Linked DNA regions of Mus musculus: all the other regions are linked to region 1. A link is a contact called in public HiChIP or PLAC-seq and promoter capture Hi-C data. All regions are on one chromosome and are shown on one strand. Each heading gives the region's core, a stretch centred on a gene start, on an enhancer-like site or on the middle of the called end of the contact. The rest is flanking DNA. Distances are from core to core; before and after follow the strand shown. Region 1 overlaps Ak5 (adenylate kinase 5). Region 2 overlaps Zzz3 (zinc finger, ZZ domain containing 3). Region 3 overlaps Usp33 (ubiquitin specific peptidase 33).

Region 1 (2,700 bases), core at 47-2,546:
GCTATTGTTTGCACTTATACACAGATCTGTCACAAGGCTTCCCCCCTCCCCCCCATCTACCTTCTTGCACGTCCATCTTTGCTGACTGGATCATGAAGCGTTTTTTTTTTTTTTTTTGACTAATTAAGAAATATATATATTTTTAATTTTATGTAGCATGTGTATGTGTGTGCCTGTTTGCTTATATGATGAGCACCATGTACGTGTGCCTGGTGCCCACAGAGTCCAGAGGGGGAGTTGGGTACCTGGTATCTAGAGTTCCTGGAAGTTGTGAGGCACCCTGTGGGTTCTGGGAACCAAATTCAGGTCCTCTTTGAAAGCAGCTATTGTTCTTAACCACTGAGCCATCTCTCTAGACCCCTTGGCTCTAGTTAAAGTGGGGGCTAGGCAACGGAGGAACTCCTGAGGGGAGCTTGATGAAGCAAACTCAAGGGTAGATGAAACCCAAGGTTTTATCGCCTTCATCCCTGTGGCCTTGCTAGAAGGTGATGGAACTGGGTGACCCCAAAAGCTGTGTGGTTGGGGCGAGGGTACAGCAAACTTCTGCAAGCGCCTATATTAGGTATCCTGCACAGAGAGGTGCAACCGTGCACTTGCTTGGCCCTCCAAACCCCAGGAATGGCATTCCTCTTACTCTATTCACTGAAAAGGTCACTCCACTTTTTAAAAACATCAACTCAAAGAATTCAGATGAAAATACTGCAGAATAAAACAGTAGCCACGCACACCTGACTTTCTTGGAGGTTTGGTGTCAGTCTTAGTGTAACAAATATGGTCACTTGCCTAGACTTGGAGAGTTGCAGGCAAGGTATACAGTATGTACCATAGGGCCTGGCCCAAGCAGGTCACCGTCTGGCAGCTGCAGTAGTGGGTAGTTACTGGTTCTTGTGACAGCTGGTAGCCCTGAGCCACTAAGGAGGGCACAAAGTCGGGGATGGCACAGTGTTATGGAGGGTGGCAAGCATTCTGGATCCTGTCCTCGCAGCATCTCTCCCCTCTTCTGTGCCTATGTAACTCTATTCCCTGCCCAGGGGCCACTGCCCTTCTCTCTCAGGCTGTGTGGCTCTGGTGGTGTGCCGCCTGCCCCCTACTGGCTCCTGTAGGCTGGGTCTATTAGCAGAGTCCTTGTTAAAGTGAAGGAAGCAGCAGTGGGTCTTTTGTGGGGCACTCTGCCACCCCAAGGCAGACTTAGTTTTCTGCGAGGTCATTGAAATGAGAGGAGAGAAGCCTGGAGCAGGAAGAGAAATGAGCAACACAGAGAGGAACAGGCAGAGGTGGAGAGAACCAAAGAGGCACCGGCGGCTCCGCTCCCCACACCCGGCCGAGCCCGACTGCTGCTGCTTCCTCGCTAGACCGGTCATTCCTGCCCTAGTTTTGTATTTCGTCTTCGGAAAAAAAAAGAGTTTACGTTTCCGCTTTTGGTAACGCCAAGATCTGGACAGTGTTACTGGGTAAGAGGCGGCTTTGCGTGTACCCCCTAAGCTGAGTGCTGTCCTTGTGCCCCGATTGGGCACTGCTAACATCAGCTCACCCTTCGTCCAAACTCTTCCCCTTGCTTCACTTCCCGGGGGTAGCCGTCAATCAGGAAGCCCTTGGTGTTGCCCAGGCTGGCCACCATGGCCTCCTTCAGCAGCTCCAGAACGACACCCTACAGCAGAGAGAGTGGTCAGTATGGGGCCTAGCGGCACCCCCAAATCACAATAAATGTGACTCCTCAGACATTCTTCTGGGAGGGGAGGATGTGGCAAGATTAATAGCAGATCTCTTGGACTAACCTGCCTCCCCCCGCCCCCCCATGTCTGCAGTGAGTCTTTCAGTCTTTCAGGTCTTTCAGTCAGTACTGGGTTCCACCGGGAGGGTTTTCCTTTCTGGTCTGTCCTTTCTGCTGTTATCTCACTAGAAAGACTTCAGCATCTTACACCCCATGAGACATGTTCCACGTGTCTTGTTCCACACAGTAGCAGCTGATGGACCAGGCATCGTGGCAGGTTAGGAGCAAATGAAACGCTGCTGGCGGCGTTCTCCCAGTAAACATTATGCAAAACTTGACATGTGCTAACTTGAGAAAACTTTTAGACCAGAGAACTATTTTCTACCAACACGATTTTGCCTTTAAAAAGATTGATTAAACAAGTGTGCAAGGTAAGGAAAGAACAGTGCAGTGTGGGGAGGGGCCTTGGGAGGAGTGTGAGGAAAAGAGACCTCCTTCCCTAGGGGAGGGGCCTGTGGGCGGGGTGGGAGGAGACCTCCTTCTCTAGGGGAGGGGCCTGTGGGCGGGGTGGGAGGAGACCTCCTTCTCTAGGGGAGGGGCCTGTGGGCGGGGTGGGAGGAGACCTCCTTCTCTAGGGGAGGGGCCTGTGGGCGGGGTGGGAGGAGACCTCCTTCCCTAGGGGTGGGGCCTGTGGGCGGGGTGGGAGGAGACCTCCTTCTCTAGTGTTTGGCAGGAGCCTGGGGAACGCAGAAGTCGCAGGCATGGCCAGAACCCTTCCTTAAAGAATTGTGAATTAACTCTCCATCTAATTCACAGTCTAATGAGGAAGGCAGACAATGATAAACGAATATACTCTAGCTAAGGATAGCAGGCACGGCAGAGCAGGACAAAGGGCCAGAGTAGGGGGGGGGTTGCTGTTTTCTAGAGGGGAGGGGGCTCCGTTAAGTTGTGACTAGGCAGAGCTCTGTAGGAGGCAGAAAGGTCAACTA
Region 2 (2,700 bases), core at 12-2,511, 67 kb before region 1:
GAGAAAGCATTTTGTTGCAGTCAACAAAGATGAAAAAGGAGTGGAGATCTGAAGACCACTTTGACGTCAGCCATGGAGATGCAGAGTTTGGAGTTTGCCAGCTGGTTTCCTGTCTTTCTTTGGGGATAACAGTTCAATGATTGGATGTATCTCAGAAGAGACCTTGAATTTTGGACTCAGAAGAGACCTTGAATTTTGGACTTTTAACATTGTTGAGTCTGCTTTAGGCTATGAGGACTTTGAAAGTTGGACTAAATGCATTTTTGCATTATGCTATGTTTAAGTATGGCCCCCATAGACTCATGTGTTTGGACAAGTCTATGGGGACCAGGGAGTGATGGTTTATATATTCTTGGACCAGGAAGTGGCACCATTTGGAGTTGTGGCCTTGTTGGAGTAGGTGTGACCTAGTTGGAGTAGTTGTGTCACTGTGGGTGTGGGCTTAATACTCTCATCCTAGTTGCCTGGAAGTTAGTCTTCCACTAGCAGCCTTTGGATGAAGACATAGAACTCTCAGCTCCTCCTGCGCCATGCCTGCCTGGATACTGCCATGCTCCCACCTTGATGATAATGGGCTGAACCTCTAAACCTGTAAGCCAGCCCCAATTAAATGTTGTTTTTTTTTTTTTTAATAAGACTTGCCTTGGTCATGGTGTCTGTTCACAGCAGTAAAACCCTAAATAAGACACCAACCATATTCCAAAATTTTTGAAAATAGAAGTTATCATGGTTTCAGTAACTAGCCAGAAGTCAACCTCTTATCCCAGTTTGCTGCACATAATACTGGGTGGGAATTTAATTAATTTAATGGGCTTCTAAGCAGCTCAATTAAATTTCACTAAGCCCATTTTCTAAGTTGTCTGTCCACCTGTCTATAACAGTGACAAGCTTTCCTGGGCTCACGTTTCTGCTTTAATACCAACTGGCACTGAGACATTACACAAAGGACTTGAGCTTTCTTATCACTAAATGAAAATTCTCTGAGAGAGGATATGGAAGGCAGTGTGTGCACTGCATGAGATGATTCATGTTCTTAGGAAGTGCGGGGTACGCGTTTTCCCTTTTTAAAAACCATTTCAATTGTATGTGCAGCTACACATGTGCAAGTGTGCAAATACCACCTGTGCCATGGTACATGTTCTTTCTTTTCACCATTTATGTCCCAAGAATCAAACTCAGGGTATCAGGCTTGATGGCAGGCGCCTTTACTCACTGAGCCACCTCCCCAGTGTTTACTCATTTGTGAGACAGTGTCTCTCTCACACTATACATTAGACTAGGCTGCCCTCAAACTCTTAGCAAATCCTCCCTCAGCTCCAGGAATGCTAGGATGACAGACATCTCCCAGTTCCCATCATACGGTGTTAGGCTGCTGCAGTTCACGTGTTGATTGGTACAGGGGTAGTCAAGTGATTCGAGGGAGACCCTAATTTTTCTTTCCTAGAGCTTTCTAGGAGGAATCTGAGGAGGAGGTACCATGGCGTGACCTTAGAGAAGGCAGCCTTGTAGTAAGGGAGGAAACTAACCCTTAGAAAGCTTGCTGGAGAAAGTGATATGGATGTGATTGAAGGCTAGGGGCCGGGGCGGGGCAAGCCTGTGGGTTTGCTTACCTGGTGTCCGAGAGACTGAACTCAGACTGAAGTCTCCAGCCCCACAACATAAAAGTTAACTCTTAGGTTACATGCTCTCTGATCTTGAACTATGTCAAGTTAACTCAGTGTGACTCAGCAGAAAACTAGGAATTCTCATAGTAATTGTGATGTATATTAACTGAGATCTAGCATACATATATATAATAATTATTTAAAATTTTTTGTGAGAGTGTGGTGGGTGAGACAGTTTGTGAGTGGAAGTCACAGCACAACTAGTTTTCCTCCTGCCAGTAGGTGGGATGCAGGCAAGCATCTTTTTCTGTTGAGGCATCTCAACTGGCAGGAAACAGTAATATTTGGTATTATGAAATAGAAAAAAGTAGAATGAGATTTCTTAGAGTAAGGTATTTTATGTAGAGAAAACTACAGAAATAACCCATGCAGGATAAATTGGAGTGAGAAATATTAAAGGCCTGGAGAGCTGAGGATAGTTTGTTTGAGGTTGGAGGCGTTGGCTGGTAAACTGGCAGTGGTGAGTTGCAGAGGTTACATAGGACCCTTGGAACAGGCTTTGCCTCAGCCCCCAAGAGCTCAAGAGTGCTGATTATCTAATACACAGGATTTACCATTGCGGAGAAGAGATCTGAAGCCGTTGTACCAGTCTAGGCTCATATGAATGTTGGTAGAAACAGCCATAAATCCTTTTGATAAAATTAAAAGAATGTGAAAGACCCTTCACATTCTCACTAAAGGTCTAAGTGTGTTTAGATATAGACCCTCCCCCAGGAACCTGAAGGCACTTGAGAAATACAAAAAAATGATGGTGACAAAGTCATTGATAGCCTGAAGGCTTATCTCAGGAGAACCGACCTTTGAAGGAAAGGAAACTTGATTGCTTTCTTCCGAAGCTGGGCATGCTCCATGGTGGAACATGCCTGTAACCTTCCGGTTCTGGAGTCCAGCAAAGAAGAGTAAGCTTGAGGACAACCTGGGTTACCTAGAGAGGCCCTGTCTCAAGCCAGAACAGCACTTTACTTTGTGACAGATGTCATAATGATGTGCACATCACCTAACAAGTATAAAGTTAGCTTGAGTATGTGTGTGGTGT
Region 3 (2,700 bases), core at 185-2,684, 100 kb before region 1:
TGATTCTTTGGAATGTTCTGTCTCTCAATCCTAGCTCAGTCTACATCTGCAAAGAGGAAAAAGCAGCATAAGAAATACAGAAGTGTCATCTCCGACATATTCGATGGAACAGTCATTAGCTCGGTACAGTGTCTGACGTGCGATAGGGTGAGTATGGGGTGCCACAGCACAGGACGCTTCTGTCAGATGTTATTTTTAAAAACCTGGAGATAGGAAGAATTAAATAGCTTATTGCTATTGTGGACCACGCATGCATTTCTTGTGTGTCAGTTATACATCAAGTTTCCATGTAGAGTAAAAGTGCCACCCACATCCTTTGTGAAGGACCATGGGCTCTTTGTCTGTTTTGGTTACATGTAAAGATGAGAAGTTGCTTGGCAACAAGAAATTGTTAACAGTGCTTATTCTCCCAAGGCTGATGAAATTAGGTATGCCCAGAAACTCTTGTGATCACAAGCAAAAGGCAGATAGTGTTTTCTTCTATTTGCCTCTGCAGGTAGCTTGTAAATGATAGATGCTCCAATAATAATGCCAAATTCATAAATAAGGTCTTATCTCAAAACATAAATTATCATGAGGATTTGACTAACACCCAATCCTTCAGGATTTCTTAATTTTTTTTGAGAACTAATGTCTCAGAAATGAGAGAGATCAACTTTCAATTATTGTATTATAATGTTAAGTCAAATGTTAAGGACAGTTAAGGACTGCATGTGTCTGTCATGTAGGATTCTGTTAGTGAGGGTATTGTCATCATCTTAGTGTGGCGTTTACTCCATGGTTGCTGAAACAGAGTATTTCCCATGATGCATCCCTGTTGTGAAGTGCTGGTTGATGTCAGATTTGGTTTTCTCTTCACCCCTCTTAAACAGCCTGCACTTTCATGTACTTTACTTTGGAGGCTAAGGGGAGAGAATGCCTTGAGAACAGCTTGGATGATATAGCATATAATAAGGTCCAGTCCCTGCCAGCACCCCCCAAAAAGAGTGTGAATGTCAGTCTCTGGGGCCAGGAGCTGGATCCGTTGTGCTGCTTACCACTGTAACATCTCTGAGCTGCAGGAGTACTAATGGTTTGTAGGAAGATTATATTTGAAATAGTACCTGGTACAAAGTGAACGAGGCTCATTTCTATTTGTAGTATTCTAAAACCTGTTCGTTGTTTATATTTGCTTATTATAATAATTTGCTTTCATCTTTGGAAGAAATCTAACCCTGTAAATAACTGTACTGGATTCTTTCCATCCTGTTAAAACCAAACACCTGCAGGTGTCTATAACCCTCGAGACCTTTCAGGATCTGTCCTTGCCGATTCCTGGCAAGGAGGACCTGGCTAAGCTGCACTCCTCCAGTCACCCAACTATAGTCAAAGCAGGGTCATGTGGTGAAGCGTACGCCCCGCAGGGGTGGATAGCTTTCTTCATGGAGTATGTGAAGAGGTGCGTGTTTACTTTCTCTGCTTGGTTTCATTGATGTTGATGCTGCTGCTTCTGCTGTACTAGCAGAACACTGCCTTTTTCTTCTGTCAATGATGTTTCAGGTTTGTTGTCTCATGTGTCCCTAGCTGGTTTTGGGGTCCAGTAGTTACCTTGCAAGATTGTCTTGCTGCCTTCTTCGCCAGAGATGAACTTAAAGGTAAGGAGCTTTGCTGGCTTTTGTAGGTGGGTCTGGCGCTCCATGTTTGGTCAGTGAGACAGTGCTGTGTGATACGTCACGGTGGAGGCATCTTCAGTGGCAGCTGAAATAGCATTAGGAAAGTCCTGCCCTGAAGGGATTTATACAGATTTCTGTAATACAAAATGACACACCGTGAAGTTCTGTGATTCTGAGGACGTAGAACTCAAGGAAGATAAGGAATGTAAAATGTGTCCTGAATTGTCTTTACATCTGCACCATCATTAAAGGTCCTGTGCAGATGTTCTTGGCTACTTTGTGGGTTCTTTTTTATTCTACCATTTTTTATCCTTTCAAGCCCCTAACACTAGAGAAGAGAGACAAGAGTAGAGAGGAAAGAGACCCCTGAATAAGGTCAGGGCCACAAAGGGGCCATGTTGTTGTTAGACTACTTCCTGCTATTTAGGGGTGTTACTTGGGACAGCTGTGATCTTTGGAGTCAGGACATCTAATTTCTTTTTTCTTGTTTCTTTTTTGTGCATGGCCAACAGTAATGAACAACCAAACAACAACCTACCAATGTAACTCCCACCTCTAGGGGCCTAGCATTAAATACCCTCTGAAAAGTCTCCAGAATTCCAAACGTTACCCACTTGCAGAAACATCTGCAGCTGGCAAAATCATGCCCCCTCCAGAGCATGAGGCAAATTATAGTCAACTGCTATGGACAATCTGAAACAGCCCCATGCCCCACACCTGGGATTAACATGAAAACATATTTTTGTTTTTGTTTTTGTTTTTTGTTTTTTTTTTTTTTGTTTTTGTTTTTGGAGACAGGGTTTCTCTGTATAGTCCTGGCTGTCCTGGAACTCACTCTGTAGACCAGGCTGGCCTGGAACTCAGAAAGCTGCCTGCCTCTGCCTCCCGAGTGCTGGGATTAAAGGCGTGCGCCACCACACCCGGCTGAAAACATATTTTTATAATATCTATTTTTTTAAAAGGAAATCACAGTTCCAAAATTGACACTAGAGTCATCCACTTTTCTCATGTGCCCACACCATGCTTGGCATGTGGCAGGTATAGTAAA

What was found. HiChIP or PLAC-seq counts read pairs in DNA pulled down with a chosen protein or histone mark. Capture Hi-C pulls out chosen DNA fragments and counts their contacts.
Region 2: an H3K4me3 HiChIP or PLAC-seq map of the SCID.adh cell line shows a contact between it and region 1, with 14 read pairs. The contact joins two enhancer-like sites. A contact is called at or near these places in 16 of 39 promoter capture datasets (the 3T3-L1 cell line, 3T3-L1-derived adipocytes, the C10 cell line and 11 more), 1 of 15 datasets of contacts at CTCF or cohesin (the NIH/3T3 cell line), 38 of 484 Hi-C or Micro-C datasets (the 3T3-L1 cell line, 3T3-L1-derived adipocytes, the C2C12 cell line and 28 more), 5 of 115 datasets of contacts at active chromatin or transcription factors (the HPC-7 cell line, the SCID.adh cell line, embryonic stem cells and 1 more) and 3 of 9 other capture datasets (adipose tissue, embryonic stem cells and pancreatic islet).
Region 3: a contact with region 1 is called in a promoter capture Hi-C map of pancreatic islet. The contact joins two enhancer-like sites. A contact is called at or near these places in 2 of 115 datasets of contacts at active chromatin or transcription factors (bone marrow-derived macrophages and embryonic stem cells) and 4 of 9 other capture datasets (adipose tissue, embryonic stem cells, liver and 1 more).

The regions. Positions count from the first base shown.
Region 1 is chr3:152,476,810-152,479,509 of GRCm38.p6, forward strand. Ak5 (adenylate kinase 5) reads right to left here. Exons shown (of 14, transcript NM_001081277.2): 12 at 1,532-1,648. Among named protein-coding and RNA genes, the nearest start is that of 3110067G11Rik, 11 kb to the right of the region's middle. Within about 2 kb of position 1,297, at least 298 of the 459 cell types and tissues checked have an H3K27ac peak or open chromatin away from gene starts, as enhancers often do. A contact at or near this core is called in the G1E-ER4 cell line, the SCID.adh cell line and pancreatic islet, where this site is marked.
Region 2 is chr3:152,409,755-152,412,454 of GRCm38.p6, forward strand. All of the region lies in intron 1 of Zzz3 (zinc finger, ZZ domain containing 3), which reads left to right. Among named protein-coding and RNA genes, the nearest start is that of Zzz3, 15 kb to the left of the region's middle. Within about 2 kb of position 1,262, at least 12 of the 459 cell types and tissues checked have an H3K27ac peak or open chromatin away from gene starts, as enhancers often do. A contact at or near this core is called in the G1E-ER4 cell line and the SCID.adh cell line, where this site is marked.
Region 3 is chr3:152,373,352-152,376,051 of GRCm38.p6, forward strand. It overlaps Usp33 (ubiquitin specific peptidase 33), which reads left to right. Exons shown (of 24, transcript NM_133247.3): 12 at 35-147; 13 at 1,269-1,438; 14 at 1,540-1,634. Among named protein-coding and RNA genes, the nearest start is that of Zzz3, 21 kb to the right of the region's middle. Within about 2 kb of position 1,435, at least 2 of the 459 cell types and tissues checked have an H3K27ac peak or open chromatin away from gene starts, as enhancers often do. A contact at or near this core is called in pancreatic islet, where this site is marked.